2 separate regions of the Cricetulus griseus genome follow, and region 1 is linked to region 2. The links are chromatin contacts, called in public Hi-C maps. All regions are on one chromosome and are shown on one strand. Each heading gives the region's core, a stretch centred on a gene start, on an enhancer-like site or on the middle of the called end of the contact. The rest is flanking DNA. Distances are from core to core; before and after follow the strand shown.

Region 1 (5,433 bases), core at 2,908-5,407, 150 kb after region 2:
GCAGCAGGCCGGCGAAGATGAACTTGCGCTCACCCTGCATGGCGGCGCGCAGGATGTTGAGGCTCAGCTTCACGTCCGTGCTGTACTTCCAGGCGTCGCTCCTTGGCCCGCTGCCCTTGTCGGCCGGCGATGCTCCGGCCGCCTTGTCCGTGGGCGACGGCGTGGTCTTCTCCGACGGCGAGGTGCTAGCTGACGCTCCCGATTCCTCCTTACTGCCCTTGCGCGACTTGGACTTCTTCTCCTTGCTGCGCTCGGCGCTGTCGCCGTTCTTGCCATTGGCAGAGTTGGCGCGACCCATCTTACCGTGCACCAGGCCGCCCAGCCCGCCCATGTTTTTCTTCAGCTTGATGCCCAGCGTCTTGCTGAAGCTGCCCAGCTTGTTGGCCACGGAGTCCGCACGTGTCTTGTCCTTGTCCTTGCGCTGCTTCTCCTTCTCCTTGTCCTTACCGTTCTTGCCGTTATTGCTGTTGGAATTGCTGCACACAGAATCGCGATCCGAGTCCAGCGATTCCGTCAGGGACTGTACATCCTCCCCTGCCGAGGCCGTTGGAGACTCTGGCTGGGCAAGGGGTGCCTGTGGGGAGGCAAGGCAGAAAAGGAAAGTAGTTAAAGAAGAGCTGCCCCCGTGTAGGTTCCAAGAACACAGGTAGAGCTGAGCCCAGAACACTGGCGTTTTTTTTTTTTTTTTTTTTTTTTTTTTTTTTTTGTCTCTGCTGCTGTGGGGGGTGGGCGTGAGGTCTACCAGAGAGGGATGGAGGTTTTTATGGGATAGTTATCTTGCACAGAGCCCTGATCTTTGCAAGGGCGGAAGGCAGGCTTGCAGGTGTTGGCAAAGTGATCTGGAAGGGACCTCATACCTTTGGTCCTTTGGTGCCATCCTTTTAGGGAGGGTGCACAAACTTTATCTCGGAATTCATAGATAGTCTAGAATGCTGAGTGGATGAGTAGAGTCAACTGGTGTGGAGTTCCAGAACCTCAGTATATTTTATAGAGAGACACCAGGTCCACATTATGGTGTCCCTCCCTGGCCAGGCTGTTGGCACCACTAGAAAGAGGTTCCAGATCTCTGTGTAATGGTAGAGGCCACCAGGTGAGACAATGTCTCTCCCACACAGATGTTTCATCTACTTACTCTAAGCACAGGCTAGACACCTTGCCATGAACCCGATTCTTTGTCTTGAATCCATTACTCCCGTTATCCAGCTGAGACATGTTACTTAAGGGGTTCCTCTCTCCTAGTGCAAATGTGGAATGCTAAGCTGAGAAGGATGCTGGAAATGGCTTCCAGAGGGGAATGTAGGGTCTGGTGGAAAGATACTAGTGAAGGAATCTTGTGGTGAATAATCTGGATGACACTGCCTGGGGGCCAGTCAGTGCAGAGGACAAGGCCATGTAGAACACCGCAAGGCCAGTCTCTGGGGACAGGTGGCAAGCCTGAGAAGGCTGTGGGAGAAGGGCATGGTGGGTAGGGTATAGTTGAGGTGGGTCATTGGGCAGGTAGTATCCCTTATGCCAGTCTCTGGGAGTGTAGGAAAACTAGTACATTGGTACATGCCTGAACAGGCTTTTCTGGTCTCAGAGGAGATAGGAGAAGCTGTTACTCCTCACTTTACTTTTGTCCTTCCCTCAAGCAGGTTCCAGAGGGATGACCCTTTGTGGCTAGGTCACCCAAGCAATAGCTGGCAGAACTCGACCCCCAGCCCCCGAGGCAGAAATCCCTTCTTGGGTTTGGAAGGACTGTGGACTCTGGGGTTGGGTTGCCAGAGGCTCTAAAGGGTGGGAGGCCCAAGGCTGAAACAGGGAAGGGGGCCCAATAGTTGGGGAGTGTGGCTGTGTGCCCTTCAGCAGTGGGGTTGTCTGCAGAGCTTTGTACTGGGTAGGAAGGCTGCCAAGGCCTGGCCAAGCACCCTGCTCATAGTAGCGCATAGTAGCATCAGAACCTCCTGGAGGGTTCTTATGGATCTCGGGGTGCTGCCATTTCATACCACGTGGGTGCTAGAGAGCATCATGGAGGGGTGCAATGGCAGCTTCCAGTATGGGAGAGGCAAGACTTTATGACTACTACTGGCTGTCCCTTGTGCCCTCAGGAACACGACGAATTAGAGTCACGTGGGGGCGCCCTACTCAGATGATGTGCAGGTGAAGCGGAAGTGAGCCCTCAAAGCAGCAGGGCAGTCACCATTCAGCAGGGTCTCGCCTTTCAGTACTTAGAGCCCACTGGGTGCTTAAGTAAACGCATGTCAGGGAGGACCAATTATTTACAAGCAATTTTCACAAATCCCTTTCCTTGGGAGTTCCCTCCTGAGATTATGAAAACATCAGTCACAAACTTAAAACGAATCTCTCATCATCTGCAAGCAGGGGCAGCCCAATAGTCCCCCTAGGGCAGCGGGCCCCCACCCCCACCCTCCGCGGGAGACCGGTGGGCGGCTCTCCTTCTTTGCCAGCTCCACCTGCGGCCACCTCCGCCTCGAGGAGGGGAGGGGAGGAGAGGGGAGGAGAGGGGAGGGGGGCGCGCTGAGGAGTTGCGAGGTCGGTGCCCCAGCTTTTCTAAGGATCCACACAGTTATAATTAATTCCGCTCTGCCGCGGCACATCTTGTTCCGATCTCAGCAGAGATAGTTTTGTGTTATGACTTGCCTACGGTTTGTTTTGTGAGTGGGCGTGTTATTCCTCTCCTGCTGTGCAAAATAAGAGGAAAAATCCTAACTGGGGCGCGCGCGCACACACACACACACACACAGACACACACGGCGCAGCTGCCGGTGACCAGCGTGGGGCCCCAGCTCTGCCTACGGACATTCAGGCGGGAGGTGCATCATATCCCACACTGCACAGAGCGGCCACTCCTCCTCCCCCATGGCAGGGGCGGGGCTCTGCACGTGAGGCTCACCCGGGTCTCTGAGGGGATGCGGATCCATGTCACATTCATGTAGCTGTGTAGAAGGTTCAGCTTGGCTTCTAGGGATAGGATGAGGCTGACGAAAGAACACGAGGTTTGAAAAGCTCCGGATGTGGCACAAGCTCACCCGTCTGCACACACCATCTTCTCTCTGCCCTCTAGCCCTCAACCCCCACCCCCAACAGGAGCTCCCCGCCCCAGGGCTCTCCCACGGGGTGCTGGGGTGGGGACCCGGCCATGGGGCAGGTCTTACTGGGCTAGCCGGGCATTGTCGTTGTCGTCTTTTCCCCACTCCCAGTCCTTTCCCGGGTCCACCGCAAAGTGCAGGGGCAGCAGCTTGTGCTCAGAATCTGTCAGGGGGATGACAGCTGAAACAGAAGAGAGGGACAAGGTGGCAGGCAGCTCACTGGCCTGCCAGGAGGCTGGGAGCCTCAGCAGAGCTCAGAGCTCTGTAAGGGAAATTCAAGGCTAGCTGTCCGGGTGACAGGCAACTCAATGGAGACAGAAGGTAGATATAGAACTTCATACCAGCAGTGTTAAGACCATAGATTTCAAAACAAAACAAAACAAACAAAAAAACCCGACCCTGCTATGTAGATGAAGAGCAGGTGGAGGCATCGCCTGGACTGTCTGGGTTAGAGGGCAGGCACCGTCAAGGAAAGACCCAGGATGGGGGAGGTTTACTGGAGGAGGCCACTGTGTGAGTGGCCTGAGCCTTGCCTCCATTTCATCTCAGTGAAGGGCAGAGTTTGCAAGTCAGGAGAGGTGTGTGCTGAGTTTTACTGCAGCAAGACTTGGGGTGGGGGAGAGGGCCGCATGACACAGTAGCAAAGCAGGCTCTAGTGACAAGTCTACAGAAGGCAGCCACATAGTGCTGGGCTAAAGCCTGCTTAAAAGTAGAGTGGAGCGGGGAGCCTTCTGAGGAGGTGGGGATCTGGCCTGCTGTCCCTCATAGGAGCTGCTTCCACAAAACTTATGGACAGAGGCTCACCGGCTTCAGAGATCTGAGGGCTTGGAAGTGGGTATCTAAAGGTGTACTGAGATATGATAAGGCTTCCCGAGAGGGTCCAGCTACCCAGAAAATGGAATCCTTAATGCCACATCTGCCTTCTCCTCAGGGTGTTGCCAGGAGTAACGAACAGGAAGGAGTGGGGAGGCTGGTTTCCCAATTTCACCTTCCAAATGAGTACCAGTCTGCTGTGTCACTCCCTTTAGAATGCCCCACCCCTCTGGAGTCTCACCACCACAGAGAAGCCCAGCCCAGGGCCTCTGGCATCTGCTTTGTTCCTTTTCTTGCCATAATCCATGATTCATACCATGCAGTGCCATGGCAAGAACAAAAAGGCAAACAAAACAGAAAATCCAGGAGCCAATACTGTCAAGTTTGAGAAATTGTATACAACTCAATGCTGCTCTCTAGTGTTGTCAGGGAGATTGTGAGTGCAAACTGCACTCTCCCTATTCCTTCCCCATGTCTGTCAACCTTAAACAAACAAAAGTCAGGTTTGCTGATTATTTGCCAGCTTAGGGGTTTTCACTGTGTGTGGCTAGAGATGGAGGAGTGCAGGCAGAGTCTGATGGGGGAGGGGGTGGTGGTATCTCAGCTTCTGCTTTGATATGGCCTCCCTTTCCAGGGCTGTGCTGCAAAGTGGGTTTCTGGGCTGGCCCAGGAGCAGGTCTCCCTTGGGTGATGCCCATAGGTGAGCGCACAAACATTGAGGCTTTGGCCCAGCTTCCCACCAGTGTCTGGAGGCAGCAGAGGTGCTCTTAACCAACACTGCTTCCCAGACTCCTAGGGCTCTGCACTCCTGCATGCAGAGGCTCAGGCAACCCAAGGGCCCTGAATGACGATAGTGGACTAAATTGTAAATATGCATCCCTGCGGATATTGGAATCAAGGGATTCTGGAAAAGATTGCTCTAGACAACAATAATCTATCAGAATCAGTTCCCGTGGGTATAATTTGGACATGCTGGGTTCAGTGGCAGAGTTGGTTGGAGAAACATCTGCCATGGTGACTACACCTCCCATCCTCTTAGCACTGGGGAGGTAGGGATCTCGTAGCTGAATCTATAGGCTGTGAGTAAAGTAATGTAAGTTCTGGGGACTATGGCCAGGGCGAGGGGGCTTCCCTCTCTCTGCCCATGTCTCCTGTGAAGACAGTGGAACTCTGAGGCAGCTGGAGCAGGCTCTTGAACCCCAGGAAGAACTGCCTGTTGATCTTAACCCCCGTTACAGGATTCATTTAATTGGGAGCCCACCCTGTATGTTGTAAGCCTCTATGGTTTTGTTTTGTTTCTAATAAATTACCTACACTAAGACGCCCCACCATCCTTACCTCCCTGTTACAGGTGCCTGCGCATTCTTACCCTCAGCAGATGAGCTGGCCTGGGTTCCTCAGCCTGTCCACTCTGAGAAGACAACTGGAACATGCCTGAAGATGCTAGTGCTGGCTACCTAGAAAGAACCTGACAGCCTGTCAACCCAGATCTTGGGGTGAAAGATAGGTCCTGAGTGAGGGGCTGGGGATA
Region 2 (5,143 bases), core at 1,537-4,036:
GTATGCTAATTGGACATCTGAGCAACTATGGATGTGAAACTGTGCTGATGGTTCCTGTTACTCAACCCAAAAGCCTCTCCTAGGCTCCTGGATCCCTGTGCCATGAAATCCCTGAAAGGGGCTTGTATATGTCAGTAGGTACATGTTCACTTGACCCTGATCCCAGTGTTAAGCCACTACCTCTGCACCTCTCTTTTGAGCTGCCTCTGCCACTCTGTTTGGGGACTCATCTTTAACTGCTTTAGATACACACATAGTCTCTCCTCAGGAAGAGGAAGGGGGCTGCTGTAAGGTAGCACAGGGCTGACAGGGGATCTGAGCATCACCAGGAACAGGCTCTCTCTTCCATTCCAGAAGTGCTCACTGCTACCATTTGTGAACCTTGTGGGGAAAGCTTTCCTTCCTATTTCAGGCTTTCATTTTCTTGGGTCTGTGGGGACTTTTTAGCATTACTGGCTGCAGCTGCTTCCTCTCCTGCTCCTGTCCTTGTGCATTTTTGTCTTATAGTTGAGATATTTTTCTTATAGTTGAGGTTGTTTCAGAGGATCCAAAGGGCAGTTAAAGTTGACCCAACTACCACCTTCACCTCAAAACTTCTCCCATATTTAGTCTCTTCAAGGTTTACTTGCTCTCACTTGGTCCACCCTGATCTGTTTTTTTTTTTTTTTTCCCTCTTGCTTCCAGCTAAAAGGAATTATTCTTACTCTCACCTACCTATGCCATTGTTGTCAAAATCCTAACAGCAAGGAAACATGGAACCACAGCTATGAGATGTTCACTGGAGAGGAGAACTGTACCCCTAGGATATTTCCATTTGTGCTTGGGACAAGAATGACCAGGCTTGAGAGCCCAGCCATTAAGTTCTCAGTGAGTGAACTGCTTAGACATCATTTGAGGTGCTGACTGTGGTATCTAAAATGCCCCATCGGCACAGGGAAAACCCTTTGCGAGGCCACCATCAAAAGGAGGCTTGGATGGCGCATGTCAGGGTAACGGTCCATTGACTTAGGCTACCATAGACGCCTATGATGTAGTACAACACCTAGAATAGTGCATGTGTTAGGAAGGCTCACCAGTCAGTGCAGGCAGAGCTAACCAGGAAAGCACAAGAATCCCCCTGACTTCAGAGGGTCAGGAAGGAACACATGGCTAGAAAGGCAGAGTAGGGGCCAGCTCTTTCCCAATGAAATGACTGTCTGTGGCATGTGGTGGGAACAGAGGAACATTCTGAGTCACCACTTGGTCAGGACACAGTGTCTTAAATGTCATCAACACAATCTGCCTGGAACAAAGATGACTACTTTCTGCCAAGTTGAGACCCTCCTACAGAGCCTTGATCTAGCTTCTCCACCAGAGACAGTGAGGAAATTGAGGGTGTGTATTAGCACTCAGAGGAGCTCAGACGTTAACCTAAGTTTCACAACTGAAAATTCCAAATTGTTCAGTTTCCCGTGGTTAACAGAAGTCAAAGTCTTTTCTATTCAAGGCTCTCAATAAATTTGGAGGCGGAGAACTTGAAGTCAGAACCATGGTTCTTAATTTTGCCATAGGAGGTGATTTGCCCCTGCTTTAGTCCTCTAGAGTGGACCATCGGGGGGCCTCCCCGACATGCTGATGGCTGACTTGTTTCAAGGCATCACCCACAATGGAAAGCAGAAGCTGCTGACCCTGTTCTCACAGGTCAGAGGCCAGCCACGGCCAGAGTCCTGAAAAGTGCGTTAAGATTGGTTGAAAGGCAGTAGGAAGCTATGGTCTCTCTGACGATGGCCTAGTGTGTTTGGAGAGAACGATATGAATGTGTGTCTAGACTCTAGAGCAAGGTGGCCTGGTTGGAAGGCCCCGGCAGGACTCAGAGGAGCATTTCCTTTAGAGGCCCAGACAGTGGATGGGTGGGGCGCCCTGGGCGGGGTCCTCGCAGCTGGTGGTGTTTGAAGCCTCCACGACCGACCGCGGTGGGAGAGGGGCGGCCTGGAGAAGTTGGCAGCAGGCCTGGGGCAGGAAGGGGGAGGAAGGGGCCCTGTGTTCCCTGAACAGCCGCGACCGCAGCCCCAGCACGTAGCTCACTCACTCAGCACTGGCAGTGGTGGGCCCTGCACCAGCCAGGTTAACAGGGGCTCAAGGGCAGCGCGGCCGCGCGGGGGCGGGGCGGCCCGGTGGTGACTTGGCTCTCGCCAGGGCTGCGCCGAGGACTGGAGCTCAATGGGGCAGAGTGTTGAGATGGCTGGAGGCTGCAATACAAGCCCGGCCACCCGAGAACTCCGCTGCGGTGGGGTGAGGAGCGGCAGTGTCCCGCCCATAGGCGAGGCTGGCCGCCTAGGTCCCGCCGAGACGGATACGCCACCTCGCCCGCGCTGCCGGCGGGCGGAGCGACCACAGGGTGCCCTCCCCAGCGTTGCCATCCTCGCACCACCCACGGTTGCCTGCGCACAAAAGCCCTGGCATGGAAAGGCCCGGCGGGGTTCCCGCTGCGGGAGGCACGCGCCCCAACCCTGCGCCGCTACACCGCGGCCCGCCACCCTCGAACGTCATGCGTCACCGTGCCGCGCGCTGGGCTCCGATTTCCGCCCCTCCTCCTGCAGGTCCAGGGGCACGCCCACTGGCGCGCGCAGGTCCCGCGGCCAGTAGGGCCCTCTGGAGGCCCGGATTGGCGGGCTAGAGTACTCAAGAGCCAATGGCGTTCGCGTCTGCCACTGGCCACGCCCCTCACAGGGCGCGGGCGCGCGACCGCACGGTCCCTCTGGTGCGCGCTCCAGGCTCCCCGCCCCCTTCGTGCGCGCTGCTCCCTGCGGCCGCTGCCGCCTGTAACCTGCGCCGCCAGGATGTGGCTGGGGGCTGACGTCGGGTCCAGATGTGGCCCCGGCCCCGCCCACCCCCGGGGCCGGTCCGCCCACACCGAGCAGCGGCGCGCACGGAGGCTGTCCCGCCTGCCACAATGCACGGTGGAACTGCGACCGCAACTTGCAGGGGTCGTGCCTAACATCGCCGCTCGACATCCGTAAGACAAGCCGGCCCTGACGCCGCACGCGGACCCTCCTCGTTGGAGCCCCCCATGCGCTCACCCTCCAGTACCCGGCCAGGCGGACGCGGAGCCGCGCGGGTGACGGCAGAAGCGGCTGCGCGCCCAGCCTAGCCCAGCCCAGCCGGAGAAGAGGGCGCGCCGCGCCCCGCCCCCCCGCGCTCTCCGGAGGCCGTGGGTGCGGATGCGCCGCTGACGACTCGGCGAGAGCACCGCGCGCCCAAGCCCGCAGCATGGCAGCCGCCGCCTATGTGGATCACTTTGCCGCCGAGTGCCTCGTGTCTATGTCTAGCCGCGCAGTCGTGCACGAGCCGCGGGAAGGGCCTGAGCCCCGGCCCGAGGGCGCGGCCGCCGCCGCCCCCACACTGCCCCGCGTTGACGAACGCCGCGACGGCAAGGACAGCGCCTCGCTTTTCGTGGTGGCGCGGATCCTAGCGGACCTCAACCAGCAGGCGCCGGCGCCCGCCCCCGCGGAACGCAGAGAAGGGGCCGCTGCGCGCAAGGCGAGGACCCCCTGCCGCCTGCCGCCCGCGCCCCTGCGCCGCCGCCCGCCCAGAGCCCGCCCCCCGGGACAAGCAGGCGCGCCGGCCGCGCCCCCCAGCCCCGCGTGGAGCGAGCCCGAGGCGGCACTGGAGCCGGAGCCGGGGCCCGCGGGGAGCGGCGAGCCCGGCCTCAGACAAAGGGGTCGGCGGGGCCGGAGTCGCGCAGACCTCGAGTCCCCGCAGAGGAAGCACAAGTGCCACTACGCGGGCTGCGAGAAAGTTTACGGGAAATCTTCGCACCTCAAGGCGCACCTGAGAACTCACACAGGTCAGTGGGGCGGCCCGAACGCCGCGATCAAGCGGACTAGGGACTGACTGCTCGGGGACGGCCACGCCCCCAGAGCTCTCGGCCCAGCGCTGTAGGGGCCGGGACCGGGGCCGGGACCGGGGGCGGGGAGCCGGGAGCTGAGAGCGATCGCGGCCGCGCCCCTGCCCTGGCGCTCCGGCCTCGCGTGACGCTGGCCGGCCGGGGCGCTTGGAGCCGGCGCCCTCTCGGCGACCGCGCCCCCATCGGGCACGCCCCCTCCCGGGTTCTTGGGGCGGGGCCGCGGGGTGGATGTCGTCATCCGGGTTGCGGGCGGCGCGGGCAGGTGCGCTCGAGGTGGCTGGGGGGCGGCCGGCGCACCCCGATTGGGGCGTGGGTGCTGCCGAGGCTCGAGCTTCGCCATCCCCCCTCCCCAGGGCTCCGGGCGCGCTCAGGCTAGGGAGGGGCCGGCTCGGGCGGCCGAAGTTCACCCGGGGACAGGGATCCCTTCAGCCACTCGGCACATTCTTCGCTCTCTTCTTCCTGTAATTTTTCCAGCGCTCTAAGGTTTAATTTGTCGCAACCCGACCCAGCGGCGGCGCAGGCCGACGCGGGGGGCGGTCCCAGCCCTCACTCCCCACCCGCGGGCTCTTTGTGGGAGCCCCAGCCCATCCGGCCGGCGGGGGCGCGCCCGGCCGCAGGGGGCTGCGCTTTCTCTAGGAAGGCGCGCTCTATTCACTGCCCTTTCTGGCCCAACTTTCACCTGCTCCTGGGCTGGGTGCGGGCACCTGTACCAAGGCGGCCGGTTAGAGCCTGCCACCTGGGTGGCGTAGGGTCACTCGCTTTTGTGGTTTCCGGGCACCACTTCGCCGCGCTCGGACCAGACTCTTGGTAGTTGATTCATATATGGAAGCCCTCACCCTTGTTTTTGGTGTTAACACGGCGGTGCAAACATTTAGTTGTATTTCCTTTGAGCTCACGGAAACTCTTCTGTGACACTTAACTCTTTTTACAGCTTTGAGGCAAGTTCGCTGCAAAAACACTTAGTTCCGTTGCTTTGTTACCAGGGGCTGTACTTTTTTTGTTGCTAAAACAGTTAAGTGGCTGACCAAAAAGCACCAGAAGACACTGAAGCCGGGGAGAATAGAGCCCAAGGCCTTTCTGCCGGTACTTTTGTAATGGGGCGCGCCTGAACTCTGCCGTCTTCCAGGCTAGGGGTTCACTGGCGAACTTTTCCTGTGGGGGTGGAGGGTCTCAGCCCTTTGCCCAAACCGCGTGGCAGGTGATGGGGTTGAGTGAAGACCGGGCCGTTTCCAGGCATTCATAGTCAAAAATTAATGG

Evidence for each region. Hi-C and Micro-C count contacts between places; a contact is called where the count stands out from the background.
Region 1: a Hi-C map of fibroblasts shows a contact between it and region 2, with 4 times the contacts expected there. The contact joins the enhancer-like site here to the promoter of LOC113834908 in region 2. A contact is called at or near these places in 4 of 8 Hi-C or Micro-C datasets (the CHK-Q cell line, the CHL-YN cell line, fibroblasts and 1 more).

The regions. Positions count from the first base shown.
Region 1 is chr3:133,424,229-133,429,661 of CriGri-PICRH-1.0, forward strand. Otud7a (OTU domain-containing protein 7A) reads right to left here. Exons shown (of 11, transcript XM_035442473.1): 9 at 3,156-3,270; 10 at 2,894-2,978; 11 at 1-574. It overlaps LOC113834907 (a long non-coding RNA gene), which reads left to right. Exons shown (of 2, transcript XR_004769157.1): 2 at 5,254-5,433. Among named protein-coding and RNA genes, the nearest start is that of Otud7a, 110 kb to the right of the region's middle. Within about 2 kb of position 4,158, at least 3 of the 6 cell types and tissues checked have open chromatin away from gene starts, as enhancers often do. A contact at or near this core is called in fibroblasts, where this site is marked.
Region 2 is chr3:133,272,371-133,277,513 of CriGri-PICRH-1.0, forward strand. LOC113834908 (Krueppel-like factor 13) reads left to right here and starts at 2,787. Exons shown (of 2, transcript XM_027408066.2): 1 at 2,787-3,826. The coding sequence starts at 3,250.